Regions from separate parts of the Canis lupus genome. Here region 2 is linked to region 1. A link is a contact called in public Hi-C data. All regions are on one chromosome and are shown on one strand. The core of a region is the stretch at or near the end of the contact, and the rest is flanking DNA. Distances in the headings are between cores, read along the strand shown. Region 1 overlaps LOC111090025 (a long non-coding RNA gene). Region 2 has its middle 72 kb from the start of DUSP6.

Region 1 (3,082 bases), core at 453-2,952:
AACAATGCGTATTTATGGGAATCTCTAGATAAAGGTGAAATTAGTGTAGATCTTTGGAATGTGATTCCAGCCAAAGCCAATCAAAGTAATCTCAGTCCTGGGGAAGTATATGAATATCTCACTGTGGGAGTTGTTGGCCTGGGTCCTCAGGCTGTCCAGAGACTTCTATAGAGAAAGCTTGTAGCATGATTAACTAGATATTGGCAACTACCTTCACGATCAGGAACAGTTATACAAAACCAGTCAAGCAGAGCGACTCCAGGTCAACTAGCTACAAGTTCTGAACTTCCCCTGCCCAGTTTCAAAGTCTGCTCTATCACTTCCCACCTGTGTGATCCTGGGCAAACCACTTGACCCCAACTATAAAATAAGAGCAACAATAATGACACCAACTCATGGATGGCTTCACTGTGAGGATTAAATGGAATGTAACATAGGCACGATGCTATGACTTTTGTCTCAAAAAATACCAGTCCCACTATTTCAAAGACAAAGGAATAATTACAGAGCTGAGTAATGAGTTCATTTCGCTTTATTTTTATTTTAATGATTACTATTAGCTAACATGTATACAATGCTTACATTATGCAGCTTTTATGCATGTTGATTCATTTAGTCCTCATAGCAACCCTGTGAGATATGCTCATAGTGAGTAGCAGGGTTGGGATATAAACCCAGGCAGAAGGCTTGCTCTTAATCACTGCACAAATTAATGTGGGCTGGTGATTAAGGCCGGGGGTGGGGGTGGGGGTGAGGGTGGGGGGCGGGAAGTATAAGAGTGAACTGCTTGTTGCAATGGTAGTTTGTACAGCTGGATTTGAATATGAAAATATTCCACATGCTTGCTGGGCTGAATGTCACCCCTGCACACCATGAGGGCAAGTATATTTAGCTGCTTCAGCATCATAAAGTCCTCGTGCCTTGATTGACTGAAAGCATCACCTTATTCTTTTATCTCCATTATCTCTACGCTCAGAAACTGAAAACACTCTGAAAGATAAAAGAGGTGTTCCCCCCATTCCAAATATTCTACTTTTTAAAGACAAAAATAATAACTCAGAATAATGGCAAGATAAATTTGAGAACTGAATACCATTGAAAACCCTTTTAACACCCACATTCACTGTCTATCTGAAAAGTTCCAAGTTCTATCATTTTCAACAAAGCCCAGAGATTTCACTTGGCTCTTTTTATATCAAAGAAAAAGAAATCTCTGAATCATTATGAGTGCTTTTTATAAAAAACCTAACTTTTAGGAATAGTGCCTAGACCCATACCCTGCGCATCAAGGAACTCACTAAAGGCTTGATTGCTCAAGTGCTGATGAACAGTGTCTGGTTGATATTACATGATATTGCCATTAAGTTGGAAACGTACCAGTTTTTGTGCAGAGACTCCTTTGAACCTGGGAAGGCATACTTGGAAGATAATTAGGTAGTGGCTGGCAGTGAGGGCTGTGGATTAAATATAAGCCAGTTGTGTGAGACCAGAGGAGAAAACAGCTTCATGTTTGAGAAGATGTACAGAAAGCCTGAGAAGTAACACAAAAGAGACAGTGACAAACAAGATCATCAGACACTGCCGTGGGTCATTTACAGACCAGAGCTCCGCCGAGAACTCTGAGGTCATGCCAGCTTGTCCAAAACCCTGCTCTCTTCCCTTCTCTGCCTCTCTAGCATAGATTCCGGTTCTCGTCATGCTCATCGCTTGCCAACCAAGTTGCTACATCCTGCATCTGTGCTTATTGACGCTTGGCTTCCTCTCCAACTTCTCTTCCCTTTCTAATAATCTGCATCTTACAATCTTCAGACACCTGACCAAAACTCATGTGCCAACTCCTAGAATATAGTTCTGGGGTTTCTTTTTCTTTTCTTTTTTTTTTTTTTTTCACTCAGTAGACCTTTCTACATTGAACCAGTACTACATATTCCCTTGAAATTAACTTCTTGCTGTTTAATTATTTACCAGGTCTTCCACACTTACAATATTTTCTTACTAAACTGTTTGGGAATAGGATCCATGATTCCCACATCTTTTCTGTTTGCCAGTGAATTGCTTCTTGTGCAATGCATCATTCCCAATAGATATTCCATTACCGTGGTACATTGTCCATAAATCCCCCTACCTTCAAGTTGTCTGCCGTTGAGATGACTATATGAAAAAGGTATAGTTCTTGGTATTATGACAAGAAAGTGTAGAAACATCAGTTAAGTATTGACTCTGCCAAAATCTTCAGATAACATCTGTTTAAATTCTAGAAGCAGGTGTAAAGCTTCAGGATAACGGTTGATGTATGCAAGGTCAGCTAACATGGTGATTATAAGCATGATTTGGGGAGTCCAACTCTCCATCCTCTACCATTTGATAGCTGGATGAGCCAATTAACCTCTTTAACCTCAGCTTTCTCTTCTATAGGATAAAGATAACCTAGTATCCATCTCACAGAGTTTTTATAAAGAGGATAATACAGATAGCATAGAATCTGGGACAGAGAAAGCCCTCAATAAATACATGCTATTAATGTCATGATAGAAATAATTAGCCAAGAACTCAAAAACATTTGAAAGACACAAAAGACTATTGCTAATGATATTCAGTGTATCCAGTTTTAAAGTCTAAATTTTACAAATACATATATTGAGTATTTAAGTTACTCATAATTAATAGTCCTAAATCTTGAAAGCAATGTGGCATCCAGGTATCGCCATGGCTTTATAGTCATTCAGGTATGAGTAAGAATACTAGTTTTTCACCTACTGACTAAATGGCAGAGGACAAGTTGGATAATATCCTGAAATTTCAGTTTCCTTATCTGATATGAGAAGAAGAGGTAATTCCTACTTTGCAAGCTGGTTATAATCTCATATAAATCCTCTGGCAATCAGTGAATGACACCTGTCATTCTTTCCGAGCTCACTATTTTCCTGATTATTGGAAGGGACAGCAGCTAGGCAATTTTCAGAAATCTGTAGGAGAAAGCTATACACCAGGATGTTTCACAGAGCGTTGCCTCTTCATCTCCCTAGTAGCATCCTCCCAGAATTAAGAGGCGAGTATTTCTTTGGGAACAGACTCATGTGGG
Region 2 (3,200 bases), core at 575-3,074, 190 kb after region 1:
GATTAACTCTTCAGAAATTCACTCTGCAGAAAGCTTTATGAAGGTAGCTGTTCTACATATTGATTGTGCAGCTAGTGGAGACGTATATTCTAAAATATTTCCTCTATTTGGCCTAGAAATGCATCACAGGATGACCCTAATGTAGAATTATCTTCTTCATTTTGTTGGGTTCAGGACATTAAACTTGATCTGCCTTAGGTCAATGATTTAGGTCAGCTCTGAATCTTTTTAGCAGCTCTATGTTAATTCACTTCAATTTTTTTGAAATAGATTTGTACCACATCGCTCCTCCAAAAAGTCCTGACACAAAGAAATGATGAGAGAATGGTCAACCTCAAGGAGTGGGTGCTTTAACCATCTTCTGGCGGTGCTGGGACCAGCTGGCCTGAGAATAGGCTGACAGATGCGAATCTTCAAAGGCTTGCCAACAATCTGTCATAGAGTGCTAACATTTTGCCTCTATGGAGGCTCCACATAGACATTTCACTGTAATACCAACTGATGCCAACTCTGCAAAACCTGAAGTAGGTTAGGTATTATCCCATTTTTTCAGGTGAGAATTTGAACATTCAAGAAATTCTTATTACACAGATAATTCCCAGGACCAGAATTCAGGTTGTTTACACCTTGTATGACATCTTCTCAATTATCGAAACCACCAAAGTAAGTGACACACTCATTAGAAGAGGCCTGAACATGGTACCTACATTTTACCTATTAAGTTGAAACCAGTGTGCAGGGAAAGGCCACAGTGACCAAACAATACATGGCCAGGAAAATGGAGACCAGAGAAACCCACAGGAGTCAGACAGGCAGTAAGAGGGCATCAAATTGGATAAAGTCATTTAGCTCCATCCATCCCTCCAGCTTCATGATCACATTTGTTTTCTCCAACATTTTTATTCATCAATGCGGAGATATATAGCAGAAAGTATATTGAGTTTATAGATAGCACAGATTTAGAAGAATGGTGTGAATGCTGGAGAACAAAATCAGTATTGAAAAAATTCTCAATGAATGAACAATAAATCAAATCTAACAAAAGAGGAGTTTTAGGGAGATAAATGTGAAGGCCTGCTGTTATGAGCTGAATCACGTCCACCCACCCCCCCAAGATTTATAAGTTGAAGCCCTAATTCCTAGTACTTCAGAATATGACACAGATGCAGATGGGTCCCTTATAGGGGGAATTAAATTAAAATGAGACCATTAGAGTGGGCCCTAATCCAATCTTGACTACAATCCTTATAAGAAGAGATTAGAACACAGACAACCACCAGAATGAGGGGTGACTATGTGAAGATACAGCAAGAAGGTAACCAGGCCATCTGAGAGCCAAGAAGAGAGGACTCAGAAGAAACCAAATGTGCCAACACCTTGATTTTAGACCTCCAGCCTCCAGAACTGTGAGAAAATAAATTTCTATTGTTTGAACCTGTAGTATTTTGTTGTGACTATCATGACAAACTAATACACCTGGATTTGTTCAGCAAAAAAAAAAAAAAAAAAAAAACCTGTTGAGTAGAAAATGGATGATCCTTAACAACGTTGTGCAATGGCAGGGGAGAAAGAGAGGCTTCCATTAAGAGTAAGCTCTGCTTAAGTCCGTGTGTTTGACCACCAACCACAGGATAAATTAATAAAGGTCTAATATAATAGGCAGCAAGTTCTCCGGTGTTGGACACACCGGTCTGTTCCAAACTTTTCATTTCCTAGATGTGTCACCTAGATGTGGCAGGTCATCTGTCTCTGTGTTGTAAAAGGAGAATACTACACCTTCCAGCATGGTTGAAAGGATCTTGGTATCAACATTAGCACCAAGCGTGGCATGGGAGAAGCAATAAGGGAAAGCCACGGTTTTTATTAGTGTTGTCCTTACCGTTGGCGTTGGAGGAGGACAATCTCACTGTTTGGTGATGGTCAGATCACATCTGAGTATCAGTTCTGGTTCTTCAAACCCCACTTGTAAAAGCAGAATGATAAAAATAACAGCAAATACCACTTATTTGAGTGTCTGCTCTGTGTCAAGTGTTGTAGTTCACCTCTCAACTTTAATCTTTACAACTCCCCTTTAAACTCTGTGTCATTATCATGTGATGAATGAAGAAACTGAAACTGAAACACATAAAGCCGCTAAGAGGAGGAGGCAGGATTCAAAGCTGGGTGTGTCTGACTCCAAATCTTCTCTTCCCTTTCCTGTATGTGCTGGCGGAAGGGACTTGAAACAACACCTAATAAGAAAAACGACATGGGGATGGATATTAAGAACACTCCTGAGAACATAGCATTATTTTTCATATTATAAAGTCTATTACTGAGAAAATGGATTAGATTTTAGATAATCAAATGGATTAGGTTTTGGATAATCACTGGGAGTGGAAGTTATAAGGACACTGCAACATAGAATGTTCTAGTAGAATAATCAAAAGATGGAATCGATTTCTTCAAGAACAATGACACAACCACTTGGCAGGAATGTTGAAAAGTTGTTTCCCAGTATTAAGCAAGAAGTTGGGGTCCCTCCCCAACCAAAAATAATCTACGAATCTATATGTGCACCATCAGGGATCTGTGGGCAGTAGAATACTGAGAAACGCAGAGATCTAAAAACTTTCAATTGCTGAGAGTCCTAGAAAACAGTGACCGGCAAGAATATGCATTAGATACTCAACTACAGGGATTAAGATGTGCAACTCCAGATCCAGAAGAATTGGAATACTGGACAGAGAAGAAGGATGGTCACAACGTGAAGGAGCATGGCCCAATGCTCTGGCTACTGGGCTATAGCCTGTGGGCAGAGGAAACGAAGCAAGATGATTTCATGGCTAAGAGCAATGAGTGCTGTACATTCAAACCCCTGTCTCACCACTGACAAGCTGTGTGTTTGGCCACGTTCACATGGTTACATAGTACGTGATCACAAAAGGTTGTTGGTTCACATTATGATTATTCCTGAGCATAGATTTTGTCCCAGGATACGGAGCAGAGCCAAAGCTAATCATTTGCTACCCTTTCTCAGAAGACTGTAGCAATACAGAAGTCAAGACTTCGGTAAACCGTGGAGCCTTCAACTTTAAACCTAGAAAATGCGAAAAAGCTCTACTTCTGAGAATCGATACTACTTATGAAAGTTTCTGAATTTAAGAATGTATGAAGCTTAAATTGTGGTTAAAGTTTCCTGTCCTGGTTCTTCCCTTATG

Evidence for each region. A called contact is a pair of places that touch in the nucleus more often than the background predicts.
Region 2: a Hi-C map of skin fibroblasts shows a contact between it and region 1, with 1.6 times the contacts expected there. The contact joins two enhancer-like sites. A contact is called at or near these places in 2 of 9 Hi-C or Micro-C datasets (blood and skin fibroblasts).

The regions. Positions count from the first base shown.
Region 1 is chr15:30,372,404-30,375,485 of UU_Cfam_GSD_1.0, forward strand. The region is part of intron 1 of LOC111090025 (a long non-coding RNA gene); the gene reads right to left. Among named protein-coding and RNA genes, the nearest start is that of DUSP6, 260 kb to the right of the region's middle. Within about 2 kb of position 1,703, at least 3 of the 20 cell types and tissues checked have an H3K27ac peak or open chromatin away from gene starts, as enhancers often do. A contact at or near this core is called in blood, where this site is marked.
Region 2 is chr15:30,559,582-30,562,781 of UU_Cfam_GSD_1.0, forward strand. No RefSeq gene overlaps it. Among named protein-coding and RNA genes, the nearest start is that of DUSP6, 72 kb to the right of the region's middle. Within about 2 kb of position 1,825, at least 4 of the 20 cell types and tissues checked have an H3K27ac peak or open chromatin away from gene starts, as enhancers often do. A contact at or near this core is called in blood, where this site is marked.